Regions from separate parts of the Arachis hypogaea genome. Here region 2 is linked to region 1. The links are chromatin contacts, called in public Hi-C maps. All regions are on one chromosome and are shown on one strand. The core of a region is the stretch at or near the end of the contact, and the rest is flanking DNA. Distances in the headings are between cores, read along the strand shown.

Region 1 (4,345 bases), core at 1,315-3,814:
TATTACTTTTAGAATGAGTGTGATAGTGTTAAAATTCTGATATTAAAGTCTGAGAAGATGTGCAAATTTTAGTTTTTCAGAAAGTTGTTCATATTTACCGGCAATTCACTTGGGGACATTGATCAAGCATTGATGAGATTTGAAAAAAGTACAACTGTGAATGATATAGAGTATTATGTATTGGATCTTTTTGCAAGTTCACCAAAGTCTTTGCATTATTTTCATCTTCAGCATAGAAACTGAAAAGGGATAAGAGTGTTTGATGAAGATTTTTTTTAATTTATTTTTTTCCTTGGTTTTAGCAATTGGGAATGCCATTTAAAAAATTTTAGTTTTCTTACACCATTGACATTAAATAAAATTAATCTGGCTCACCTTGTTACTCACTTTGGATGAACATTCATGTGTGATCTTATTACATGACGACTTTGGTAGAATTTTTTCTAATGGAATTCTATCAATCGTCGACCTTTATTTTTATAAAACAGGTTGAATGTTTAAGATCAATTAATCCATAAAATAATGGAGTGATCGTCTTTGAATTTTTTATGTCGCTATTTTTTATTGTTAAATGCTCCTGGAATTGATTTTGAGAGCATCTTGGATTGTTGCTGGAATTGAGGGTAGAATGAGAGTCGAGTGTTAGAAATGAGGGGATTTTATTTTATTTCTTTTCTTTTAAGTAATTAGTACTTGCAATAATGCAGCTAGTTGAAAACAGCAACTACACCAGACTTAGCAAAGACAAAACAAACTCTAAACCGGCCGAAGACAAACTCAGATGGGTAAAAAGGTATCCCATTGATTACATGAATACATGAACATATCTGGATATTTTTTATGATAATTTGCTGATCCACATTTGTTTTGCTTAACAGAAACTAGTCGAGACGTGTTGCTCACCTTGCTACATTAACAACTTATTTACCCACTTTGAATGACATAATGAGCAAGCTAAGTTGGCCGAGATTGAGGCCATTGGATTTGATTTCCTGCGCCGGTACCACAATGGCATGTGAAGCAGAGCATCATGCTCCAACTAGCTAGGGCCTATGACGTGGAGACAAACACTCTCAGGGTCGACGGCGGGGACATTCGCATTTCTGCAGAACTTATCGACAATGAATTCGCCATACCTTCTCGAGGTTAGTGTAAATTATGTAAGATGTAAAGCTTTTGCTGCATGGTAATGCTTTTTCCGATGTTGACACGTACTGATTGTGGTAAACTGTTTCGTTTTACGCAGGGGACCCAATCCCCAAACTGCAGAAAAAAATGAATTGCATTTGGCAATTAAGAGAGAATTTCAGAAGAAAACTACAACCCAACTGCGGGACTTTGTCTTTGCTTATCTGATAGAGACCGAGCAACAGAGGATGACCTTTAGAAGATACTTTATCATGGTTGTTTTGAAGATGTTTCTGAACTCCACAAGCCAGCAGACTATTTCTCCGTGACACCTCCCACCGATATTGGATGTCTCGAACCCAAAAAGGTTTCATTGGCCATATCACATGTTAAAGTGGCTACGAGATGCGATAAGAAAATTACAAGACGAGAATCAGGAAACATGCGGTGGGTGCATGTTTGTGTTGCTGGTAATGGCAATAAATTACTTAAATTTAAAACCCATGTACGGCTGTAGGTGTAATTCTTAAAATTTAAGTTATTTCTTTATATGTTTTGTACTTTCAGCGCTTAAAGCATGGTCTGCTGCATGAATGTCGAGTACTCGAGCCTTGGAATGTTGAATGGACCACTAATGAACTTGATAAGAAGGCCGACCATGTTATCTCACAGGTTCAATCTCTAATAATGCATTTTTTATAATCTAGTTGAACAAAAGTGCATTTGGCAGTTCACGTTGTTTGTTTTCATCTCTTTGTTGCCCAATGTTGAACACACAGGGTTGCATAGTCAACGATGCAAGGAAAAAGAGAAAACAAAAGAAACATTCTTCGAGTAAAGCAGTTAACGAGAAAGGTAGGTGTAAAAGGCCCCGCAAGGACCCTGACCAATCACCGCCTACCAAAGAGAAGACTACACCTCATCCAAATTATAAGGAGGCGCAAAAGGTGATTTGCTTTCCTTATGTTAGCTCGCGAGCTCATTTATTTGGATCCTTACTTATTTGATAGCATGGTTGATCCTTATCATAGAATTTGCCATTACAAAATTGTAAAGTTAATTCATTATGTGGCTGCATGGCTTGTTTTGATGTATGTTGTTTATTAATGAACGTTTGGGAGAGCTGACTTCAATTACCATGAACGATATTTACATGTTTTTATGTTGAAGGCTTGTTTGATTACATTTGTTGTGCCTTATTTTTATTGAGGTTTTATTTGAGTCAAGTTTGTTAAGTAAACAGATGGATTTAAAATGCTCTAATTAGGTTCTGATCTGAACTGGATAGATAACGTATGATATCTTTATTTGGATGGCTTTTTATGTATGAAAGAATTGCTTTATGGGGCTTCCAAGTTGATTGATTCTGTGAAAATAGATTTCATTGATGATTGGTGTGGTTGTAATTGAGGATGTTCGCATGTAGTAGGGTTTTAGGTGTTCACTATAGTAGGGCTTTAGATGGTTGGTTTTGATGATAGATTGCAACTTTGTTCTGTTTGCCTTGTGCCATAAGGTTCACATTAGTTTTTTCCATCTATTTGTTGTCCCATGTTGAACACACAGGGTTGCCTAGTCAACAGTGCAATTAAAGAGAAAAAACAGAAGGAACAGTCCTCGAGTAAAGCAATTAACGAGAAAAGAGGGTGTAAAAAGCCCCGCAAAGAAACTGACAAATCTCCGTCTACCCAAGCCAAGACTACATCTCAGCAAAGCTATAAGGAAGCGGATAAGGTGATGTATTTTCTTCATGATAGCTCATGCGCTAATTTGAATTTGATGTTCACTATAGTTGGGTTTTGGTTGTTCACTTTAGTAGGGTTTTGGATGGTTGTTTTTTATGATAGATAGAGAGTTACTCGATTATAGGATTGGATGGTTGTTTTTATTCATAGATCTTCAGTTTGTATAATTGGAAGGTAACTTTACTATGGAATCAAATGTTTGGTTTTGATGGATGATGTTTGGAAATGAAAATTGGGAGAGTTGTTTGCAACGGTCGGTTTTGATTCTTAATTTAGATTGTCTTTGTTATGTAGACAAATGCATTTAAGATGCTAAAAGGGGTTTATGCTTTGAATTGGATTGCTAATTTGTTATTCATTTTTGTTAGTATTTTCATGCATCCTTCTTAATCTTTGTATATTCCTTCATTGGCTAGTGTGAAACATGCTGTGATGTGCATGTAGTTGTTAACTCTTTTGGTTAATTAGAATAAATTGTGTTATTATCATGTGTGTTTATTTTTTCATTCAAATGACAATATCTATGATGAAGAGTATCAGTATTTTTTATGCAAATGACGATATGCATGCATTTACACCACAGGAATCCAAGACTGGTACGAGGAGAAAGTTGCCTGTCCGCAAAAACCGATCTAGACGCGGCAACAAAAAAGCAATTCTAAGAGAAAATTTACCAGGAAGCAATGGTGCACCATTGGTAGTCGCAGATTCTGATGATGATGACGACGTGCCGCTTGCTAGAAGGATACAGTTATTCCAACAGCAGCCTCTGCCACATGATGTAAAACAAGCGGATCCCGTGGTCAAGGGCAATCTTAATAGTCCTCAAGAAGAAAATACTGACCTCAAAAGTGGATCTCCACACACACCGCCAGCAGCACTTGTACAGCTCAGTGACTATGATTTTGACCGGTTAGTGATTTTTGGATTACCTTGCTGTATGTTTATCTTCTTTATTTTTCATACCCGTGCCATGTGATTACCCGTCTAGCTAGGCATAACTTGTTATTTTATCTAAATTCATGTTGCATTCGTTTGCAGCGAATTCGATATCTCAATAATGTTGAACAAGGGTGCGAAACAAATGCCATCATCATGCAGCCCCTGCAAATGGTGTTGCCAAATAAATCAAGCTACCATACACCGAGTCCAGGGAGATCGAGCTTTTCACTCGATTTAACTCAGTTTGAAAAGACTCTAACCCCTTCCCTGATACATTCAATTCATCCAACGCTAAGAAATATAAAGTTGGGGGAGACTAAGGAGGAACAAATCAGAACATGGATAGTTAGCTCGTCCTTGGACGAAGATCAAGATTTAGCTAAGTATGAAGGGCGGGACTACATGGTATTACAAAGGAAGAACTTCTGGTCCTTGAAACCCCGCAGTTGGGTCAACAGCTGCGTAAGTATATGAACTTAATCATGTGTTTTTATTCACTATCTTTATATCGGGATTTAGCTTACACTAGC
Region 2 (4,345 bases), core at 1,313-3,812, 120 kb after region 1:
CAAGTATATATGTCACACTTGATTGGTAACTGGATGGATGTATTATGATAGATATTAGATAATACAGCACAAAGTCTAATATTTTTTATTTTTTTTATTTGTGCTGATTTGAATAAATAACGTAACTTAATTTAATTTTTTTAAAAATTAAGTTTAAAATATAAAGACGTATATTAAGAATAATTTATAAATAAATTATTTTATATTTAATTTTTTTATTTTAAAAATATTTATTTTAAGAGAAATAATAAAAAAAATTATTTTTTTATTTTTCTATAAATATTTAAACAATTTTTAAAAAAATTATAAATTAATTTAAAAATTATACTAAATATTAATACTATAACTTTTTTTAAATAAATTAAAAATAAAAAATTACTTATAGACCATTAAAAACTTATGGAGTAGTTAGCCATCTAATTACTAAATAGTTGTCCACTCCAGCAATGGCTTCATTAATATAGAAGCATATTGGCTCACTCAATTTGCAACACTTATCAAGAATGTAACTCACTTGATTACGATCTCCAGCCTAATTTTCATTCAATACTTTTTAATAGACAATCAAACTACTACTATATTTATGTATGTTTTGATCGACATGTTTACTAAAACAAATACTACCTTAGATAACATAAAATTTACATTTTACTTTAACACACTTATATTTTTACATCTTTATATAACACCCAAAGGTCAATATGAGTGAATTACATTTTTTTTAATCCATATACAAAATAATTTATGCAAGATTAAGATTTATAGAGTATATATATGTGGAAAAAATTAAAATTTATAGGTAAAATTAGGTTAAAGAAGCAGAAAATAATAATGATATAAATATAATTATTGACAATTATAATGATTATTTTGATAAAGAAAATAATTAAAAATTCTTTTGTTTTTATTTTCTTTTGAAAGGTATTATTAGCTTCTAAAAAATAAATAATTTACTTATTTTAATTAAAGTATCTTTTTTAAAAAAATATGTCTATGTCTAAAATCTAATAAAAATACTTTTAAGTTTTTTTTAAATATATTTTTCACTTGTAAAAAAAGAAATAATCCAAACAAACTCTGATTGTGACTATTATGAAAGTTGTATGCATAAATAAGGACAACGATAATTCTGGTATATTAAATGAAGGTGGTTTCACAACTTATACCAATAAAAGCAGTTTGAAGCAAGTCATTATAGAGGGGGTGATAATGGTAAGGTAGGGTAGGATTTGGATCCAACTATAATTTTATTTGTAGGTTAAGATTTTTATATAAACTTAACTCTATTCGACCCACAGATTAAGAATATCCAACCCTAGTTTTACTATTTTTAATCCGTGGATACTCAATTCTATCCGCAAGTTATCAAATAGATGCAATATTATTATATAACTTGATAATAATTTAAAATAAAATTGAATTTATGTTAAAAAATGTATTAAATTATCAATTAATGATATTCTTTTAATGACTAAAAATATTTTATATTTAGTGAGAGATCTTTGATTCAACATCTACTTAAAATACACACACATAGCGCAGGTTACGAAAACTTTACCTACTTCTTATTCTATCCTATTCACTGCAGATCAGATTGGTAACTCTATTCGATTAGATTGGGTACTCGTAAGTAGGTGCATGCTGCCACCTGTATCATTATAATACATGATGCGACCTACATTAAGGAGTTTAATTTATTAAAAAAAATAAATATATAGTATTGTCATATTCAGGGTTAAATTGTTTGACATTAATGATTCTATGTGTGTATGTGACTGATTTAGTTATAAGTAATTTGCATTATGCAGTTTTAAGCTACACAATACAAAGTATAAATATGTTTTTGTAATATTTATTAAGTGTCTTTTCTAAAAAAATTTAATTTTTAATAAAATAAAATAAATTTTAAAATATTCACTTTTTTTTGCTATTTTAAGAAAAACTAATTTTTTTAAAGAGTGAAAATAATCATTTCCTCATATAGCGCTGGTTTCACAAAATTCATGTAACTTAATTGTAAAACGCAAAACTGCATCATTTTTCAAAGTATTTTAACACATTTTACAAGAGTTAAAACACTGTGCTAATTAAAAAAAACCTATAATTTATTGTTTTTTGTGGTGTTCGCATACAATTTACCAGTAATGGTGGTAATTCAAAAGAATGTTAATGAATGCTTTAACAATCTATGTGTGGATAAAAATTTAGATTAAGTTCTGAATAGCTGTATCTCAACACGATGCTACTAGAAATAATGTGAGATTGGATTCGATTTACATATTCACAGTGTTTATTCAAATTCAATCTAAAAATTGTAAATATGAATTTGATCTGCAAAATTATCGGATTGAATTGGATCAAATCGGCACACTAATAGAATTAGATTGCGAATTTTATGTAAGTATTCGCAGATCCGTGAATCCACAAAATAAATAAATAAATAAATATTTTTTTATATTCTATTTCAACGAACAATTATTATATGGCCAATGCTACGGTGATGAAAAAGTTATTCTTCTTCAGCTGCTGAAGCGATGTGGAGGAGTCATCTGGCTGACGCGTGTGACATTGTTTCCCATATAGAGACATTGGCTGTTTGGAGACATATGATGCGCAGTTAATATCGCAGAAAGAGATTAATTAGGTGAGAAATTTTTCATACCTAATAATGATTATTATGATGTTGGACTTTTTTGTGCATAGTAAGTATAAGATTTTTGGTATATTGTGTAGTAGGCTTTTTGTTCGTTTATTGCACTGTTAGTGCAGAGAGGTAAAATTTTGGTTAGTTGGAGAAAATAAAAAGATTTTTGGTGAACATGATTCTTAATTATTGAAAGAAGTATATATATATATATATATATATATATAAAATAATGATTGTGATGTTGGATTTTTTTGTGCATAACTAGTATAGGATTTTTGGTATATTGTGTAGTGGGCTTTTTGTTCGTTTATTGCACTTAGTGTAAGAGAGTTAAAATTTTGGTTAGTTGGAGAAAATAAAAAGGTTTTTGGTGAACATGATTCTTAATTATTGAAAGAAGTATATATATGGTAGTAATTGTTAATTTAGTAAGAAAAATTATAAATAAAATTTAAAATGTTGTTTCACATCCAATAACTACAATTTTGATAAGTTAAAAGGTTCAAAGGTAATTTTATATGTAATTATCTTTAGTTTTTTATTTAAAACATAATATATTTTCTTATTATTTTGGTGTAGGGTTTAAGGATATTAATTAAGATTTTTTATTTAGGATTAATGTATATAATTTAGACTTTGTAGCTTAGGATTTTAGGTTTAGGATTAAGATTATTGTATATGATTTAGGATTTGAAAATTAGAATTTAGGATTTAGAATTTATAAATTATGGTATTTATGGAGTTTAGAGTTTATTAGATTATGATCTAGTATTTATGGTGTTAGGATTTAGGTTTTAATTTAAGAAGTTAAGGATTTTAGATTTAAAGTTAAGAGTTTAATGAATGTGATTGCATGTTTAGGATTTAGGATTCAAGATTCAAAGAAATTAGTGTCGAGAGAGTTTAGAATTTATACTTTAGAATTGAAGTTTGAAGGTAAGAGAGAGAGTTTATTGTTTAAGGTCGAAATTTAAAAATTGACAAGATTTAAAATTTTGAATAATTAAAAATGTATGACCTTAATTTAAAAAAGAATTGTTTCAATTAAAATGTAAATAGGTATTCATTAAACCAACTAAGAATGATTATAAAGTATCTAACGAAAATATAAAAATATATTTAATTTATTACGTTAATTGGTTTCATTAATATATAATTGGATAAAGTTTGCATTAATTAAATTAAACGAATTTATAGTCAGTATTGTGCAGTTTATGTTATTAAAAATGGTGTGGCCGAAATATTTTTAACTGTGACTATAGACTAGTCTCTGTTGGATATAAATTTTTTTTATAATTAAGTTTAATTATTATTTTTTGATGTCTCCCATAAGTTATTTTTTATAATATTAATGTACAATTTGTAAATACCAGAAATCGATTAATGATTTTATTAAATATTAAGGTTACGAAAATAATAAAAAATAATAGAAATAAAATACAATAAAAAAACATAAAATAAATTTAAATCTTTAAACCCTACGAATTTTGATAATCATTGTGTTTGTCGTGCAGAGGCAGACTAGGCAGGATTTGATTATGAAGTTGTTATTAAAGAATAGGTGTAAATGGTTGCTAGACTTTCCCATTTATTTTTTTATATAAAAATTCAAACGGCACCGTTTCGGCTCATGCTGTTACTCTTCTTTTTATTTTTGAATTCTCATTTTCTTTTGATGCCCAAATAGCTATACGATTC

The links. Hi-C and Micro-C count contacts between places; a contact is called where the count stands out from the background.
Region 2: a contact with region 1 is called in a Hi-C map of leaf, with 2.3 times the contacts expected there. The contact joins the enhancer-like site here to the promoter of LOC112718193 in region 1. A contact is called at or near these places in 2 of 8 Hi-C or Micro-C datasets (leaf and an unstated tissue).

What each region holds. Positions count from the first base shown.
Region 1 is chr10:16,908,964-16,913,308 of arahy.Tifrunner.gnm2.J5K5, forward strand. LOC112718193 reads left to right here and starts at 2,565. Exons shown (of 6, transcript XM_072204672.1): 1 at 2,565-2,862; 2 at 3,457-3,785; 3 at 3,915-4,277. The coding sequence starts at 2,680. The coding sequence ends at 4,053.
Region 2 is chr10:17,031,094-17,035,438 of arahy.Tifrunner.gnm2.J5K5, forward strand. No RefSeq gene overlaps it. Among protein-coding and RNA genes, the nearest start is that of LOC114924527, 44 kb to the right of the region's middle. Within about 2 kb of position 2,563, at least 3 of the 3 cell types and tissues checked have open chromatin away from gene starts, as enhancers often do.